2 separate regions of the Mus musculus genome follow, and region 2 is linked to region 1. The links are chromatin contacts, called in public HiChIP or PLAC-seq maps. All regions are on one chromosome and are shown on one strand. Each heading gives the region's core, a stretch centred on a gene start, on an enhancer-like site or on the middle of the called end of the contact. The rest is flanking DNA. Distances are from core to core; before and after follow the strand shown.

Region 1 (3,132 bases), core at 622-3,121:
ACAAGCTGGAGTTATCACAGCAAACGGAGCCCCAGTAGAGGAAATGCCTCCATGAGATTCAGCTGTAAGGCTTTTTCTCAATTACTTATCAAGGAGGGAGGGTCCAGCCCATTGTGGGTGGTGCCATCCCTAGGCTGGATGGACCTGGGTTCTATAAGAAAGCAAGATAAGCAAGTCAGGGGAGCAAGTCAGTAAGTAACATCCCTCCATGGCTTCTGCATCAGCTCCTGCTTCCAGATCTGCTTGATTTCCAGTCCTTACTTCCTTTGGTGATGAACAGCAATGTGGAAATTTAAGCTGAATAAATTCTTTCCTCCTTAACTTGCTTCTTGATCATGATGTTTGTGCAGGAACAGAAACCCTAACCAAGACATGCAGCATCTACCATACCTACATTTAATTGGAAGAAATGTTAAATTTCTGTTAAAGGATGTCATTTATTTTCAGTCAAACTGACAGGCCTGGAAAACTATGAGACCCACATTAAGAGTCTGTGGTCTACAAGCTTACTAGTTCTGTATTCTCTTTCCAGGCATTCACAAAGCTTACTTCCCATCCAAATGGGTCTTGGGACTGGAGAATGGCTTGTAGAAAGAAGTAAAATGGACCAGTTCCCACTCTGGCTCCTAAAGTTATTTTACTCTGCACACAAGCCAAGACAGAACTCGGTAGGCAGATGCTGAAATAGAATAACGGGAGGTACCTGAATCCGTGAGTTATCCCTTGTGTAAAAGAAATTCAAAATTAAAAAAAAAAAATCAAAATAGACTCATACTGCCAACTTAAAAAAAAAAAAAAAAAAAAAAAAAAAAAAAGCAAACAGAGCCCAGAGACTTTGAGGGAAGCTTCTTATGCAAGCTTGCCTGGTCAGCAGTACCCCAGAGGACACGAAAGACTCGCAGCCTACGCTGCACCATAACGCAGCCTCAAAAAGCCACCGCAGCTTTACATAAACAGTACTTGTACAAGGACATCTGTCCAGATTGTCTGTTCAGTCCTAGACCAAGGCCACTCTCACTCACCACTGTGGCCAAGGGTTAAGGGATCAGATGGAAAAGTCATCAGTGTAGCCTTTGAAAACTCCCCATTTGTTGGAGCTCCTTGAATATGCCATGGCTGTACCTATCCCAAACAAATACCTTTTTTTTCCCCTTTGAGAACAGCTCTCTGTTTTTGTTTTAAAATGAAAGAGAGCCCTATGATGATCATCTGTCATCAGCAGGTTTGACCAGAGCTCAATTTCTCTCTCCCTCTCTCCCTTCCTGTGTGCATGTGTATGCATGTGCATGGGTATCATGTGTATGTGTGTGTGCATGCACACATTTGTGTGTCCCTGGATACTTTCAATCCTTTTGTTTTAGTGACTGTTCATGAGCCAGGCTTAAGGAGTCAGTGTATAAAGTCAGCCTAATTCAGATTCTGAAAAAAAATAAACTATTTATTATCATCCTGGGTGAGAAGGGATAGAATCCGGTGTGTGGTTTCCTGTTAGCCTTTTAGGGACAAAAGCAGCCAGCCTGCTGCAGCAGCCATTACTCCTAGATAACTGACTCCCTTGCTGCTGGTTCATGAACCCTGTACCCCGCTCTTGCACTTGCTGCACACAGCTTAATGGAGAAATCCCTTTTCACAAGCCCAGATGATACACAGGAGAGAAGAAACTGGAGGGAAAGACTGTCTGCTTTCTCTTTCATCACGAGTGGCCAAGAAAACATCTAGGAAATAATAAATACGAATCAATAAAAGAGAAGCAGATAATCTCTCAGATTTTAGATGACTATAAAGGAGCTTGCCTACTGTTTAATAATATGCCTTATCATTTAAACAAAATAGGGGTAATATCTCTCCAGTGGCAGAGCTAGGCAGTGTGACAAAGAAGTAAGAACACTCCCTCTTGTGGTTCTTGGGAAAAAATAATCCCTGTTACGAGACCATACTGAGAAAACAAAATACCGATATAAGATAACATCCGTGGATGATTGCGCTGTACCGGGTTTCTCTCTCACCTGATTTCGGCAGTGCAGACAGGGACCCTCAGCGGAGTGTGAGCTTGTATTGTGACTTGTGGGAGGAACCAAGGAATGTCACATGAGTAAAGGACTCTCCAACCTGGGTTGCAAAAGACGGGTTCTTACTTTTTTGTTTTGTTTTTGTTTTTGTTTTTTCTTTTTTTGGTTCTTCCTGAAGAGGAAAAAGTATTTGTTCGCTAATTTCTTCTTCTATTCAGTTTCACTTGGCTCCTCCGAGTTGCCTCTTGTGGCTCATTGAGACAGTGTGAGTTCAGAGAGAATACATTCAGTGTTCCTTAACACTGTCCTCTCCGAGTCGCTGCGTGCCTTGCCATTTTCTCCTGCCTGTCTGGGAGGTCACTTTGCAGCGTTGTTTGTCTCAGAGGGTGGGTGGCTGCAAGAGCTAGAAATAGGTATCTACTCATTTCTTAGGAGGGGGAATAGAATGACGCCACACCCAGAAGACACTACTTAGCCAGGTCAGCGGTGGCTCCGTGGGCCACTGTGGTCTCATTTCTGATGACTGATAGACCTTGCCTTTTTGCTTCTAATGCTTCACTTTAGAAATGTGATTTCCCCTCACCCCCAGCCCCATACTGAGGGTTGACATCGGTGTGGGAATCAGTATATCTCTAAAATCTGTTTTTCTCTCTCTGGTTTTCTAGTTAGAATGTAATGTTGTTCTGTTTTGACCAGGAAAGCCCTGGTGTATGCTGACATCTTACGATCTGTTTGGTTTAAAATCTGTTGCCTTTACCTTGTGTGAGTGGAGATTTTAATAATTTTAATCTCACCATCCATAAAATACAGCATTATGAACATTGGAGGTAATTTACTGAAAATATTTAAATATTTTGTCTAAAACACCACATTCTTAAAAGGAAATACCTGTGACGTGTTATTGGACACAAAGAGACTGATTCAAGTGCATGGAGATGAATCAAAACAACCACTTTATCTTTATGGAATAATGTTCAAGTAATAAATACTAATGGCAAGGAATTATTTTTTTCTTGCTTAATGGTGTTTTGTTTTTAACAAGCACTTTAGTTTCGAAACAATTTTACTATGGTTATTTTATCTGGATTTAAACAATTCCAGCTCTGGTTAATAAATTCATAGT
Region 2 (3,192 bases), core at 437-2,936, 280 kb before region 1:
CCTGGAGATTAAAGCGGTGCCTATCTCACAGTAAGTTCAATAAATATTTATTGAACAAATATTCCAATTTATTTCTTATTTAAATAATGTGTTAGCTATCTTCTTTCTTATCTTTATAGGTATACTATTCTGTATCATCAATAACCCCTACCTCAGCACTAAAAACAAAACAAAACAAAACAAAACAAACCTCGTTTTATGAATTTCAATTTTATTTTTTCATTCTTCATTTCATTTGTTGAATCATAATGCTTAGAACTGTAAGTTAACACATTCTACTTTTAATAGATACATTAATATAAAGATCAATATACTGAAAACACCTAATGAACAGGAGTGTCTTTTTCATCTTAAAAAAAAAGTATGAATATATAAATGCTGACTTCCTACATTCAAAGCATTCAAGTACTTTACACAGGTCGTATCTTTTAATTTTGAAAATGATTCCAAAAGGTAATTAATATCGCCTTTGTTTACATATGAAGGAACCAGAATCGTAAGCTATTTAATCACCAATTACTAAGTTGTTTTGCATCATGAAATACTAGAAAATGATTTTCTACATATACCCACCCACATCTTCAAAGCTAAGAGTGTCATGCGTGACTTTCAAATGTGAGTTGTCTAAGACATAGTCATACTTCTAAAGCATGCTACCTCCCAGGTGGGTATGTAAAAGACAGACTTGACTTTCTGACAGTGTATCGGGAACCAGAACTATATCTAAAATACTGAAAATGAAGCTAAGCAAATGAGAAAAACAAGCAACTGTCAAGAACCGGAGAGACTGAGAACAGTAGAAGTGGCACTGGGCTTAGATAAAGGTCTCTCTCATGTAATTCCAGGTAGGAGACTCTTCCTGTCAGAACCTTGACTCAAAATGTGTGAAAGAATAAAGAATAAGATTCAAAAAATTAAAAACAAAACAAACAAAAATGTAGAAGAGACAAAGAGGAGAGGAATTCAGGTAAATTGTGTCTACTATTACTTTGGCTTTCAATAGAAGACTACCTTGTATACAAATAAATTATGAACACATATATTTAATGTCATGTTTTATTCGTTTCTTTAAAGTTAAGACTTATAGAGCTGAAAGTAAACCAACTGAAAGACATGTCACAGAAATCTAGAACTGATCAGACCTCAAAATTATGTCACCAGAAAAAACCCTAAAATATTTATACTTCATCCATCAGTGAACATGTACTTACATAGTAGATATTCAAGCTGGTACTGTTGTGTCAAGTAAGGAATGGAGCAATGACCAGCCCACATAGGACTAAGACAGCGCTCAGTAAGACTAGCTGAGCAGGTATGTTGTCAATGTCACCAAGACCACTGGTTCACTAAAGACACTCTACTGCAGAATAGTTAATATGGCCTGTGCCATCACCCAGTGTCTAAGATTCAAAGAGAACTAGTCATAGAAACTTCAACACAACCCTTCAAAAAAAGATGACAGTATTTAAGCTATTTCATTTTATTAGGGGAAAAAAATCAATTTCTAGTATTATTTCATGATATAAAGCAACTTAGTAATTGGTAATTAAAAAGCTTGAGATTTTTAAAGCAAAGATACACACATTGGCTAATCTTTCACCATGAGCATTATGAAGTATACCCAAAATACTCATTACTCACAAATCATAGTAAGTCAAGTAAGCAGAACAGCTATGTTACAAGATAACAGGAACTGGATGGGTAAGACATTACTCAGCAAATCAATATAACTCGTGTTCTTTCTAAAAATAAGCAGTAGTTGGGAGAAAAACAACCATGTATCACTTTTAGATACAATGACCATAATATCTTATATTAAAGTAAGATAGTTTGCTAGGCCCAAAATATTATGATTATATATCTTAATAACATGACCTTATTCAGTACTTTTTGAAAATTAACATATAGTTACTATAGGTTTGTATACAAATATAAGGTTTGGTTATTTAACTCGAAAGTCCCAGTTTTTCCATAAACTAAAATAGAAGTAAAAATTCACAGTTTTGGGGGCTGAAAAGATGGCTCAGGGGTTAAGAGTAAGAAACTGTTCTTCCAGAGGTCCTGAGTGAGTTCAAATCCCAGCAACCACGCAGGGGCTCACAAGCATCTGTCATGGAATCCGATGCCCTCTTCTGGTGTGTCTAAAGAGAGCAACAATGTACTCACACTTATAAAAATCAATAAATAAATCTTTAAAAAAAAATCCGTTTCTAGCCTAGTATGGTGGTGTATGACTTTAATCTCAGCCCTCAAGGGGCCGAGGCAAGTGGATCTCTCTGAGTTCTAGGCCACCCTGATCTACAGTGCTATAGTGAGACTTTGTCTTTTAAAAAGAAAATGATAAATTCTATGAGCTTTTATTACAAGTTTCTTAGAGAAAGTATCTCATGTAAAATAAGATTATACACCCCTAGAATGACATCACAAACTCACTGACTAATGACTTGTTTAATCATGTGACTGTTATCATAATCTCAAATTTGTGAATCTTACATAGACCAAAATAAACAAATTATTACCCTGTTCTGACAATTGGCTCAAGAAAAAAAGAAAAAAAATCCTTTTAATCACAGTAAAACCTCCTAAACTTGTAACAATGGTAAAATAAAGTGATAAATTATCAAACAGAAATAACTGGGAAACCAGTAATACTTTTGTGATCTGTGAAGTTAAAGAATGAAAACAGATGCGCAGCCATGTGCCAATTTGAACCTCAGCTATCAATCCGCTGAGAGCGGAAGAGCCTGCACACAGGGCTGGGGCAGGTTAGGTAGGTATCACAGCGTCGGGGAAACTGATCATTAGCTCGCAGGACCTAAATAAAAGCCGAGCGTCCAGGATTACCCTGACCTTCCTTCCATGGGTAATTTTTCTGCTGGAAACAATTAGCACCTGTGAGCTGCCTTCCACAAGCTGACTTCCTTCTACAGATCAGTATTACTCCCTGTCCACTTCGACCTAACCATGAGGCTTGGAAAGAGAACTGATAAGAAAACTCCACTGCAAAATCTGTTTGGAGCCCTGGGTTCTACAGCCATGTCACCCGGGGGAAGGAAAACCTTAGCAAAACTGTGGTTCTAACTAACACATCATCACTACCTACTGAGCAAGACCCAAACTTGAGAGACCTGGAGCCAGAGAACAAAATCTAACTCCCCTTGCTCACACCACATAGACAATGGTTTTCCTAGG

Evidence for each region. HiChIP or PLAC-seq counts read pairs in DNA pulled down with a chosen protein or histone mark.
Region 2: a contact with region 1 is called in an H3K4me3 HiChIP or PLAC-seq map of bone marrow-derived macrophages, with 6 times the contacts expected there. The contact joins two enhancer-like sites. A contact is called at or near these places in 1 of 39 promoter capture datasets (the 3T3-L1 cell line), 7 of 484 Hi-C or Micro-C datasets (bone marrow-derived macrophages, cortical neurons, cumulus cells and 3 more), 5 of 115 datasets of contacts at active chromatin or transcription factors (CD8 T cells, bone marrow-derived macrophages, embryonic forebrain and 2 more) and 1 of 9 other capture datasets (embryonic stem cells).

What each region holds. Positions count from the first base shown.
Region 1 is chr16:50,687,405-50,690,536 of GRCm38.p6, forward strand. No RefSeq gene overlaps it. Among named protein-coding and RNA genes, the nearest start is that of Mir6363, 38 kb to the right of the region's middle. Within about 2 kb of position 1,872, at least 38 of the 459 cell types and tissues checked have an H3K27ac peak or open chromatin away from gene starts, as enhancers often do. A contact at or near this core is called in bone marrow-derived macrophages, where this site is marked.
Region 2 is chr16:50,407,890-50,411,081 of GRCm38.p6, forward strand. The region is part of intron 2 of Bbx (bobby sox HMG box containing); the gene reads right to left. Among named protein-coding and RNA genes, the nearest start is that of Bbx, 23 kb to the right of the region's middle. Within about 2 kb of position 1,687, at least 5 of the 459 cell types and tissues checked have an H3K27ac peak or open chromatin away from gene starts, as enhancers often do. A contact at or near this core is called in bone marrow-derived macrophages, where this site is marked.